4 separate regions of the Sus scrofa genome follow, and regions 1, 3 and 4 are each linked to region 2. A link is a contact called in public HiChIP or PLAC-seq and promoter capture Hi-C data. All regions are on one chromosome and are shown on one strand. Each heading gives the region's core, a stretch centred on a gene start, on an enhancer-like site or on the middle of the called end of the contact. The rest is flanking DNA. Distances are from core to core; before and after follow the strand shown.

Region 1 (3,082 bases), core at 39-2,538, 1.7 Mb after region 2:
TTTTACACTCTCTTATGTCAGATTATCTATAAAATAAATTTCTAGAAATTAGTAAATCTTTCAAATCACAATTTTGATGAAGGCTGAAGGTGTTCTGTCACAACTTGGTTCAGTTTGAACTGATCAGTTTAGGTAAAGCAATGCTATTAGTAATGTGAAGATGATCTGGTAGCAACAACCAAGTTCAGAGATGTTTAGTTTCCTTCTTTTTTTCCCCCCTAAGAACAAGTTCAGTTCTTCCTTTTCTTTCTTGAGACTTTTTGGATCAAGGACATATTATATGTGGTCCAACACTTGTCCCAAGAATCTGACAGGACAGCTACATAGCGATCTTATAAAATGGTCTATGAGGTGGGGGGGAACGTTGCTAACACTTATCCTCAAAAGTATTATTTGGTACCATATGATACCACTTATATCTGGAATCTAATATATGGCACAAATGAAACTTTCTGCAGAAAAGAAAATCATGCAAATGGAGAAGAGACTTGTGGTTGCCAAGGGGGAGGGCGAGGGAGTGGGATGGACTGGGAATTTGGGGTTAATAGATGCAAACTATTGCCTTTGGAATGGATAAGCAATGAGATCCTGCTGTATGGCACTGGAAACTATTATCTAGTCACTTATGATGGAGCATGATAATGTGAGAAAAAAGAATGTATACATGCACGTGTAACTGAGTCACCTTGCTGGACGGTAGAAAATTGACAGGACATTGTATACCAGTTATAATGGAAAAAATAAAAATAATTATAAAAACATTATTTGGGATCAGGAACTTTTCCCACCACTCATTTTTAATTGTTGTTAGAATAAAGGTGACTGGTGCACTTGGCTTTTTGCCTTCCTCAAACAGGGAGGGAATCAGGTTAAAAGTCCCTACTGTGCAGTGAAAGGTCTGAGGAGACCCAGGAAAACCTTGGACTAAGTACGTAGAAGGTTTTTTTTTTCCTTCTGGCTGTAGCTGGTGTTACGCGAGAGGAGGGATAAAAACGTCCTGGCTCGGTTAGCGCTTTTATTTTTTCCTCGCCTTGAAAGGATGAAAATTCAGCACGTCTCAATTCATTTCAGAAGAGGAGCCTCTCCTGATCCACCCGACACAAACACCATACCCGCCCGCACTTCTCTGTGACCTATGTAGGGAAAGCGACAAAAAAAAAAAAAAAAAAAAAAAAAGACTGTAGCGACTACTACAGAACCAAGAAGAAACCGCGCGGAATAAGAGCGTGGCCACACCAGGACCCACCCCAACCTCCGGGTCGCCGCGGGCCCCGCCTTTTGGGGGGCGTGGCTGAACTCTCCTTCCGGGTTGCGGGCGGAAGTGGACGAATTTGAATTGTGCGGGCCGTTGGATGGGGTGTTCTCGGATGGCCTGTGGCGCAGCGCGAGAAGAGAAAGGTGACACGGCCGCTCTGGAACTTCTGCCCAGCGCGCCTCGGTGAGTGGATGGGTAACGGGAAGAAACGGAGTATTCAAGGGAGAGAAACCGAACTGTCGGCTGGAACAGGGCGTCGGGAGACAGGACAGTTAGTGGGGGCCTCGGAGTGCCTTTACGGGGTGGGTGTCGGGTGGTGGGGCCGGAGGTAGGAAGTTTTGGAAGTCAGGGCGCGGGGACCCTCTTCTGGGCCCCCGCTCCCGGTGGTGGCGCGCACAGGCCAACTCTAACTGTTGGGGATACCGAGGCCCGACCGCCCCTGAGATTAAACCTTTTTAAATCTCTGACTCTGTGGTAATCGCAGTTAAGTATTTCCTTCAGTTCGACTAGAATGCTGAAGCTTCAAGAGCAGTTATTGAGAAACTGTTACCTTAAGCAAAAGAATCTTCCTTTATTAAAGATGGGAGGTTGAGGCAGGTTTAGAATGAAGGGATGCTCTTCGTGGCTCCGAGTTCCTCCCCAGAGGGATACTTGAGAGTAGTCTTTATTACTCTGGACCGCAGGAAATTGACAGTCTTTGAAATGCCTGGTGGGGATTTAAACTGAAATCTGAGTATCCTTTGTATTCAAAACTCGGATATTTTTCTTTCACCGTTGACATTTTTCATGTACCGCAAAATCCGAGACTCTTGCTCATTTAAATTGGTTATAGTAACAGCGGTGATTCACAAGGATCTTAGTTTGCTGACAATAGGGATAAGACCTGCCTTTTCACCTCATTCATTCATTGGGCAACTGGGTTATTGTGGATTCATTTCGAAAGTACTATTGTTTCCAGCATCGGGTTTTCTTTGTTTTGGTTTTTTAGTGTTTTTGTTTTATTTATTTTTTTTGATAACTACCTCAATTACCAAATTCTATCTAACCTCCTAACAAAGTTGCGCCTTCTGAAAAAGTTTAATGTTTACCCTATATCTGTAGTGAGCATTTAAATGTATAGAAATTTTATATCTTGCCTTATTGAAAACTGAACTGTCAGAAGTTTTGTGTTGCTTTATAGTATAAGATATTTTATGTTTAAAATTATTAACAGCAGGGTAACCTATCATATAAATGTATAACTTTCTCTTAAAAAGTAGGACGTAAGAATCCTGCTCTCTCATATCTGCTATGAACTTTTTCATTATTAGCCAGGAAAAATAGATTTCAATATTCACTGTTTATGATTGTTGAAATTTAAACATTTTGTTTAAGAGTGCACCAAAGACATTACCTATACTTTCCTGAGGTTTGCAGATAGCTGTTCTGCTTATTTCATGTAAACTACAAGCAAATGATAATTTGAAAGTACTAGCGTCTACATTTTAATCTGTTCCTTTTCCTTACCTGCATTTTTGCTCTACCTAAATCAGTGAGTTACAATTTTTATTGTGTACTTATTACCTTGAAAGGTTTGTTAGGTGCTGATTCGTATTGCTTGTGTTTGAATTCCATCTTCACCACTTGGTAGCTGTGTGACCCTAAGCAAGCATTTTTTAACCTTTCTTTTAGTGCTGTGATTCCCTTAAGTATAGCGGGGATAATAACAGTGCCTATCTTGTAGGATTGCTGTGAGAATCAAACATTTAAAAATCTTAGAATACTGTGTGACACTTAGTAGATGAAACATGTATCTCTTGTTATGTTATTAAGCATTGTACAAACTGT
Region 2 (2,827 bases), core at 262-2,761:
TAGAAGCTGAGCAGACGCTGGAGCGGCTTGAGAAAACGGCGCCGAGTCACCCAGAACGCGAGAGACGGTCTGGAGCCGGAGAGAAGGGGAAGAGACACACATATAGAGCATGTGTTACCTGATTTATTTCGAGACTGTTTGGTATTGTTTTCTCTCTGAGCACCCCTCATTTCGGAAGGCCATCATAGGAGCCCACCACTGAACCGCCCTCGCCCGCCGCCGCAGCGCCAGGAGCCCGAGGCCGGGCTACCCCGCGGCGCCCGAGCTCCGAGCTCGCCGACCGCCGGAGCCGCAGGAACCGAGTAAGTAACCCCTGCTTGGCCCCGTTCTCGGCAGCCCACTTCCTCCTCCTCATCCCCCCGTTCCTAAACCTCACCCGGACCCTCCTCCCCCAAGGTATAGGACACCTCCTCCCCCCCCCCCATGCCAGAGGTGGGCCTTCCCTCCCCAACCCTCCAAAGCCTCGCTGGAGTGCTACCACGAGGGACACAATTTTCCTACCGGCACAGAAATGCCGGACCCAGGCCTGCAAGGCCGACTGGGGAAAGTAGTGCCTCGCCTCTTTCTCCTCCATTTCCTGCCCTCTCTCTGCATCCTCTCTCTGCACTCCCACTCCTCTCTCCACCGCCGCCACCGCTTTTAAAAATAAAATCGGATACAAACTTTAATCAATAAGAACAAATATTGACGCTCAAACGAAAACGACCCTATATAGGGAGAAGTGGGCCGGAAATGTGAGATATTTGCCCTAAAAGGGGAATATCAGTTCAGCAGACCCGCGGGCTGGAAGAGGTGGAGGGGGCGCAGAGAAGGGCCGGGGCGCAGAGAAGGGCCGCGGCGCAGCGTGCTCCCGCTGGCGTATCCCTACGCGGTTCCGCGCGGCCGCGAGGCCCAGGCCCGTGGAGAGGGGGAGGAGAGCGCCCGAGGGGGCGGGAGCCGGCGGGCGGGGCGGGGCGGGGCGGGGGTGGGTGGGCCCGGACCCGCCGATTGGTCGATGGCAGGAGAGACGCTCCCGCACGCCGCCGGCTCTGATTGGCCCAGCGGTAGGAAAGGTTAAACCAAAAATTTTTTTACAGCCCTAGTGTGCGCCTGTAGCTTGGAAAATTAATTGTGGCTATAGCCGCCTCGATCGCTGTCTTCCCAGCCTCGCTGCGGCCGCTCCGGGACGCGCCCGCCCGCCGCCCGGCTCTCCCCCCCTTTGGGCTGCTGCTGCTGCTGCTGTGACTGCTGCTGCGAGAGGAGGAGGAGGAGGAAGCAGCAGGGGGGGGAGCGGGGGGTGGGGGGGAGACCAAGAAGTAGAGTTGGGAGCGAGGGAGCTTCACCCCCGGGGCGGTGGTTGTTTCTTTTTTTCTCTTTCTTTCTTTTTTTCTTTTCCTTTTTTTTTTTTTTCTTCTAATTCCTGAGGGGTGGTTGCTGCTTTTGCTACATGACTTGCCAGCGCCGGAGCCTGCGGTCCAACTGCGCTGCTGCCGAAGCGCTCAGTGCCGCCGCCGCCGCCCGCGCCGCCCGCGCCCCGCTCGGCACCCACCGGTCGCCGCCTCCCGCCGCGCCTCTGCCCGGCTCCCGCGCCGCCGCCGCCGTTTCCCCCCGACGACTGGGTGATGCTGGACATGGGAGATAGGAAAGAGGTGAAAATGATCCCCAAGTCCTCGTTCAGCATCAACAGCCTGGTGCCAGAGGCGGTCCAGAACGACAACCACCACCCGAGCCACGGCCACCACAACAGCCACCATCCCCAGCACCACCACCACCACCACCACCACCATCACCCGCCGCCTCCCGCCCCGCAACCGCCGCCGCCACCGCAGCAGCAGCCGCCTCCACCGCCGCCCCAGGCACCGCAGCCCCCTCAGGCGCGGGGCGCCCCGGCCACCGACGACGACAAGGGCCCCCAGCAGCTGCTGCTCCCACCGCCGCCGCCGCCCCCGGCCGCCGCCCTGGACGGAGCCAAAGCGGACGGGCTGGGCGGCAAGGGCGAGCCCGGCGGCGGGCCCGGAGAGCTGGCGCCCGTCGGGCCGGACGAGAAAGAGAAGGGCGCCGGCGCCGGGGGGGAGGAGAAGAAGGGGGCGGGCGAGGGCGGCAAGGACGGGGAGGGGGGCAAGGAGGGCGAGAAGAAGAACGGCAAGTATGAGAAGCCGCCGTTCAGCTACAACGCGCTCATCATGATGGCCATCCGGCAGAGCCCCGAGAAGCGGCTCACGCTCAATGGCATCTACGAGTTTATCATGAAGAACTTCCCCTACTACCGCGAGAACAAGCAGGGCTGGCAGAACTCCATTCGCCACAATCTGTCCCTCAACAAGTGTTTCGTGAAGGTACCGCGCCACTACGACGACCCAGGCAAGGGCAACTACTGGATGCTGGACCCGTCGAGCGACGATGTGTTCATAGGCGGCACCACGGGCAAGCTACGGCGCCGCTCCACAACGTCGCGGGCCAAGCTGGCCTTCAAGCGCGGGGCGCGCCTCACCTCCACCGGCCTCACCTTCATGGACCGCGCCGGCTCCCTCTACTGGCCCATGTCGCCCTTCCTGTCCCTGCACCACCCCCGCGCCAGCAGCACTTTGAGTTATAATGGCACCACGTCGGCCTACCCCAGCCACCCCATGCCCTACAGCTCCGTGTTGACTCAGAACTCGCTGGGCAACAACCACTCCTTCTCCACCGCCAACGGCCTGAGCGTGGACCGGCTGGTCAATGGGGAGATTCCTTATGCCACGCACCACCTCACAGCCGCGGCGCTCGCCGCCTCGGTGCCCTGCGGCCTGTCGGTGCCCTGCTCCGGGACCTACTCCCTCAACCCCTGCTCGGTCAACCTGCTCGCGGG
Region 3 (3,148 bases), core at 315-2,814, 1.8 Mb after region 2:
GAAGTAAAACTTTCACATAGCACAGGAACTCTCATTTCTGTTTAATTATAGCACACCTAGTTCATTGGTGATTCCTTCAAAATATTACTGATAACACTGAATAAAGCAGTAAATATTCCAGTTAATTTCTTATTGAATATGCCAATTAGCTGTAAAAATGATAGTGATTTTTCTGCTGTTTCCATGAGTTTTAACTTTAATATTTTAAATTCCACATGTATGAAACAGTAAAAAGCTTTCAGCTATAAGATGAATAAGGTGTGAGCATCTAATATATAACATGGTGACTATAGTTGATAACTGTTTTGTTTGCTTTTTAGGGCCGCACCTGCAGCATATGGAAGTTCCCAGGCTAGAGGTCAAATCAGAGCTGCAGCTCTTTGGCCACACAACACCGGATCCCAGCCATGTCTGTGACCTACACCACAGTTCACAGCAATGCCAGAACCTTAACTTACTGTGCAAGGCTAGGGATTGAACTCATTTAATCATGGCTATTAGTTGGCTTCATAACCAGCTGAGCCACAATGGGAACTCCTAGATATAACTATATTGTATACATGAAATTTGCTAAGAGGAGAAATCAGTATTTTTCACACACAAAGAAAAATATGTGAGTTGATAGATGTGATAGTTAACTAGATGGAGGGACATTATTTCATAATGTATGTGTATATATATCAAATTGTCACTGTACATTTCAAGGATCTTTCCACTTTTGTCAATTACACTCTCAATAAAGCTGAAAAAAATATGGAAGGAAAAAAAAATAGATTCAGTTCTAGGGTGTTCCCTGATGACATTAAGGTTATCAGTCTTAAGTTTCATAAAAACTTATTTGTGGAGTAGTGTTTTATTATAGATTTTGCTGTTTATGTAATTGTTAAACATAGTCTCAAAAATTTGAAAATTTAAGTTTTCAAACCAGTTTTTAAGGTACAGGGTCTGTAATTTCAGAATTTGGTGCAGCTTCAGAACAAACAATAGCTAATGCACAGAGTTGTGTGTCCATTTTTGACATCCAATAAAAAATCTATGGATTAGAAGTCATCAATATCGGATATATTTTGTTATCACATGGCTTTAAGCGTACATTAAGAAGACACCTGCACGTGAGGTTGAGAAATCTGCCAAATGAGAGCAATACACCAAAGCTGACCGTTTCCCTGGAAAGGGGAGCAAAAGGGAAACAAGCTGCGCTGGTAAAAAGAAAAGGGAGCTGGCATTTAAGTGCCGATTTTGTTCCAGGAGCTTCATTTACTTTAGTCCTGTGACCCTTAAGCCCCAGGAGTATTATCACACTTAAGAGATATGCAAACGACCAAACTAACAGTCAATATGTTCTTGGCACTACAACACGTTTCTACCCTAAGAGCTCAATTTAAGGCAGCTACTCTTTAAGAACCTGCGGCTTGATAGGATAAAAATTCCCACTGTTCCGCCTCCGAAAAGTAAACTGCCTAGGTGTCCAAAAATGATTCCCTCATTCTTTGTTCGGCAAGTTTTGTTGCTGAGGGTACGGAAGGGTCACCGTAGGGGAGGCGGGGCTCGGCCTTCTATGATCCCGCCCCTCCGGGCTTTGCTTCCGGGGCGGTCGGGGCGGCCACGTCATCCACAGGCTCCGCTTGCCAGCCGGGCAGTGAATGGTGGGAGTCAAGATGGCGGCGGCCGCGGCAGCAAGTATTCGCGAGAGACAAACAGGTACCGACTTATTCTCTTCTCTTCCCTGAGGTTTCATGCTTGCAGTGAGGACAAGCTTCCTATGCTTGTCGCCCTCACTCGGTCGCGGTGCGTGCAGCTCAGAGGTGGACCTTCAAAAGTTTAATCCTGTTCTCCGAGCATCGAGAGCCCCTCCCCTCTTGAGTTTTTAGGGAAGAGATTCCATTAGCTTGAAAACTCGGCCCTCGGAAGTGGTGCCAGAGAAGTGGCTTCTCGGGTGAGCAGGTTGCTACGGTCCTGTCCTGCACTTGTCGCTTTCCTACTGGACCTCAGAAGGCCTTTACGACAAGATTTAGCAGCTGGCATTTCCCCTCCCTGTGTTGCTGCCTATGAGGTCTTTCGGATTTGTTTCTGTGCATGGTTCAGTTTTCTCCCATTTCAATATTTAGAGTTGCATCTTCCGGCACTTCCACCACAATAACAAAATTTAAGTGTTCTTTTCAGAGCAGATTACATTCTGCCATTTCTCTCCTTTGGACCAATCTTTGGGGGTACCAGATGAGAAATGCTCAGTGTTAAAAGATTTCTGTCTTCAGCATGCTGGAATGAGGTATAAGAATGGCAAAATAAATGAATTAACCTTTCCCATTTTAATTATTTGGCAAATTAGTGTTCTTAAACTATGCGTTATTAGTTTCATGTTTAATAGAACGTAATTATATAGCTCCTGTGTATATTGTGAAATACGGTTTTAAAAAATACACATTCCTTCTCTTTGAGCTTTGGTATTTTTTCCATCTTAGATAATTTTAGTTTTGCCATATTTTTTGGAAACTTGTGATGACAACTTGGTTTATACCTGTTAGCTACAAACTAATGGATTATACCTGTTAGCTAATTGTCTCGAAAATTGGCAAACTGTTAATTCTGAGGAGCTAGTAGAAATAAGCCATCAAGAATATGCATATTTGGAAATTCTGTCTCTTGTAATTATGTTCTTTTGCATATAAATCTGTGTAGGAAAACAACTGATTACAATTAATATGGTCTATAGAAAGGATTTTGGCTATGCTTGATTCCTTCCTTTGGAATTCAAAGAAAAAATTAATGGTAGACCTTAATGTAGTAATGATACACAGTGCATAATGAGTTATGTTCTGCTTTCCACCAATGGATAATTTAGTGTAAACTATCAGATGAAGTCAGGCATAACTTAAATACATGAAAGTCCAAATAAAATTTGAGGAATACCTGCCATTCATTTTATTTGTATAAACAAATAGAAACCCCACTTGTCTTTGCAGTATGGTTCCAACATCTTACTGAACCTCAGTGAATTAGGTCATACTGCATATTAAAATAAAAAACATGTTAAGAAAGACTTTATGCCAATATAAAGGAGCTTTTTGAAAAATTAAATTTGTTAGTAATTTTTATATGCAGAAACTTTGTAGAATATTAAAATCTAATAGCACATAATTTGGATTTC
Region 4 (2,871 bases), core at 328-2,827, 1.1 Mb after region 2:
ACTCCTACACCCTGGTTGTTTACACTAAGAAGACTGGCGCCATGGCCCCTCTGCTTTATACTCTTATCACCCTCTTCCATGCACCTTCCCTCTGGATGGCCACAGAAACAAACTGAAATTCAGAACTGCACTAGAAACAGTGGTGGGCGGGCTGGGTCTCCTCCCCGGGTGGCCTGGTCCAGGCTAATGGCCCTTTTTTCCACCCTATCTTTGGTGGCCGCTGTCCAGAGTCCCACAGCCTCAAACTTAAGGGCACAGCCAGCCTCGGGTGCTCCTGGACAGTACCCCTACCATTTACATGCCTGTGTCCCCACCTCAAAGCTCCACTATCAGTGCCCGGGGATCAAAATCAAGAAGGCTGCAAATTTCAGATTTTCCGTCGAAAACAAATTTGTTCCTATGTTCACACTGGGCTGGGAATAAAAGACGAGGAGGAGGTGGGTAGCTGTGGTCCGGTCAGTTGTTTTCACAGCTGGCCGAGTCAATCATTCTCTCTTAAAAGCTTATTTGACAGGTGAGAAATTCCTCCTCTCCAGATCATTCCAAGAACTCCACAGCATCAATCTGAGCTGGGAGAGGGGCCTGAAGGGGAAGGGAGTGGTGCTGAAATCGTGCTGAGCGTGTCCCCGGGGGAACTCTGGTGCAGGAAGGAGGATTCCGGCGCCAGGAATGTGCTGGTCCAGGGTCCAGCGGGAAGAGAGGGGAGAGCCGGGAAGTCTTAAGGAGAGAGAAAGGCGTGACTAGAAAAAGGCAAGATACCTGGAAATGTACTCAAAGGGATGGGAATGGGTGAGGAGGATGCAGACGGGAGAGAAATTGGGAATATACGGAGACGGGGCAAGGAGAGACCTGGACAACAGGGAGTGCAGCGTCTCGGATGCAAGCGTCCGATCTCAGCCGGTGCTAGACCTTTCCAGCGCCCCGGCGAGGCTGGCTCGCGGCCGAGCCCCTGCAGCCGGAAAGTTGGCGCGGCGAGGGGCGGCAGGGCAGGCAGCGCCCCCTGCGCGACGGGGAGGCGTCCGGCCCGGAGCCGCGCGGCGCCTTACCTTCTGGTCGACGATGGAGCAAGCCATCTCGCGGACGTGCGCCAGGCTGTAGTCGCCGGAGGAGTCCTGCAGAAGCAGCACCGGCTCGCGGCTCAGGCCGATCTGCAGATGGAACGAGATGCCCCCGACCGGGGCTGCGAGGGGAGCTAGGAACGGCGCGGGCCCCGGCCCCGACCCCGGGACCAGCGCGGCCGCCGCCGCCGCTGCCGCCGCCGCCACGGGCAACAGCGGGCTGGGCGGCCGCAGGACCGGAGGGGCGCTCATCGCTCGACCAGGAGCGCCGATGGCCGCGGAGCCCCGCAGCCGAAAAGTTTTGCTGCTGCCGAGCCGGGAGCTTCTTTCTTCAAGACTCGAGGCGGAAAATAAAAACTTTCCGGAAAAGTCCCCGCGCAGGGGGGAGGGCGAGGGGATGAGGACCGGGAGGGGAGGGGGGAAGGGAAAATGGCCGAGGCGGGAGGACTACGCTGCCGGCAGCGCGGGCGGCGCGTGGGGGAGGCGCCGCCGCGCCGAGGAGCAGCCGCCGCGGCGCGCGCGGAGGGACGGGGCGGCGGGTCAGCGAGGCCCGGGCGCCGGGAGGGGGCGGGGAAGGGGGCGCGAGGGGCGGGGAAGGGGAGCTGGGGGCGGGCACTGCGGAGCCACCACCCGGCGGGTGCCGTAGCCGCAAGAGCCGCGGCCGCGCGGCCGCAATGGCCACAGGGTGACCGGTCGCCGCCCCCTCCGCCCGAGTTTCCTGGGGCCTGAACCTTCCCCAGCCGGGGCAGGACCGAGCGGCGGGGCCCGGGGCCGCCTCCGCGGGCGTGATCCGACCCTCCTCTCCCGGACTGTGGTCTCCGCTGGTCCAGCTGCCCAACTGCAGACGGAGGGGACGGGTCGCACTTCCTCGGACCGCTGCCTGGGACCCGCGATCTTCTTGGTCCCCATAGTTCCCGCCACCTCTTCCAAATGTCCGAGGACTACGCACTTCTACCAGCGAGGTGACCTGTGCTGGACCTAAGAATGCCCATCCCTGAGGTTCTCTGTGGTTCTTACCTTCCGATCGTCCAGGGAAGATGAAAATAAGAGGATCCTTGGAAATTCACTTACATCCCGGCTCCTTCTAGGAGTCCTTGGGTTTGTTACTAAAGAGGGTAGGAAGCCAATCCACAGAAGTGTATTTAAACCAAACCTGTCTCTACCTTTTTGATTCTGACATGCCCTGATAACACTGATGCCCAATCCCACACACTCCACCGCAGCTCCGGAGGCACCAAACACAAGTCGCTAAATTCAAGAGAAAGTCTCTCGAAAGAGAATGTATTGTCTACTTAAGGAAAGGAGGAAGGTCTGATGTGGCCTCCTTCCCTTTACCTTCTTCTTTGTGTCTGATGCTTCTACTTCAGGAGCCTCAGAAATCGTTTCATTTCTCTATCATCACTCTAAAGGCTGCTTTATAGGAGTGATACTTCCAGCGCCACCACCATCACTCGCGCCACCATCAAGGTTGGGCACCACCTGCTTCAGTTTTGATAGTTGTTTCTTGTTGCCTTTGTGGTAGTATTGGCGGGGGTGGGGAAGTGGAGGTGCTTGAAGATTAATTCTAATCATCTCCTAACGGGGCGTTCTTCACACACTGTACAGGGTGTGTGATTGTGCAGGTGCACAGGACCGCGACCTCTGAAAGGCCCTGCTTGGTATAAGACTCTGCCACAGCCATCGGCTGCCTGTTACTATCTTGGAATGCGTAATGTTTTTTTTCTTCATTTTGCAATGGGCCAGGCAAACTGTGTAGCCCACTTCTTCACTTCCCTAGTCCTTATACAGTACAGGCAAGTGCACGCAAACAAAA

What was found. Promoter capture Hi-C pulls out the DNA fragments that hold promoters and counts their contacts. HiChIP or PLAC-seq counts read pairs in DNA pulled down with a chosen protein or histone mark.
Region 1: a promoter capture Hi-C map of liver shows a contact between it and region 2, with 9 times the contacts expected there. The contact joins the promoter of G2E3 here to the promoter of FOXG1 in region 2. A contact is called at or near these places in 2 of 5 promoter capture datasets (fetal skeletal muscle and liver) and 1 of 47 Hi-C or Micro-C datasets (fibroblasts).
Region 3: a contact with region 2 is called in a promoter capture Hi-C map of liver, with 5 times the contacts expected there. The contact joins the promoter of SCFD1 here to the promoter of FOXG1 in region 2. A contact is called at or near these places in 1 of 5 promoter capture datasets (liver) and 1 of 47 Hi-C or Micro-C datasets (embryonic fibroblasts).
Region 4: an H3K27ac HiChIP or PLAC-seq map of skeletal muscle shows a contact between it and region 2, with 8 times the contacts expected there. The contact joins the promoter of PRKD1 here to the promoter of FOXG1 in region 2. A contact is called at or near these places in 2 of 5 promoter capture datasets (fetal skeletal muscle and liver) and 1 of 2 datasets of contacts at active chromatin or transcription factors (skeletal muscle).

What each region holds. Positions count from the first base shown.
Region 1 is chr7:68,915,276-68,918,357 of Sscrofa11.1, reverse strand. It overlaps G2E3 (G2/M phase-specific E3 ubiquitin-protein ligase), which reads left to right and starts at 1,288. Exons shown (of 15, transcript XM_001927793.6): 1 at 1,288-1,438. The coding sequence starts at 1,353.
Region 2 is chr7:70,658,920-70,661,746 of Sscrofa11.1, reverse strand. FOXG1 (forkhead box protein G1) reads left to right here and starts at 1,511. Exons shown (of 1, transcript XM_021099188.1): 1 at 1,511-2,827. The coding sequence starts at 1,602.
Region 3 is chr7:68,849,471-68,852,618 of Sscrofa11.1, reverse strand. It overlaps SCFD1 (sec1 family domain-containing protein 1), which reads left to right and starts at 1,564. Exons shown (of 26, transcript XM_021099902.1): 1 at 1,564-1,701. The coding sequence starts at 1,644.
Region 4 is chr7:69,526,449-69,529,319 of Sscrofa11.1, reverse strand. It overlaps PRKD1 (serine/threonine-protein kinase D1), which reads right to left and starts at 1,577. Exons shown (of 18, transcript XM_021099186.1): 1 at 1,047-1,577. The coding sequence starts at 1,310.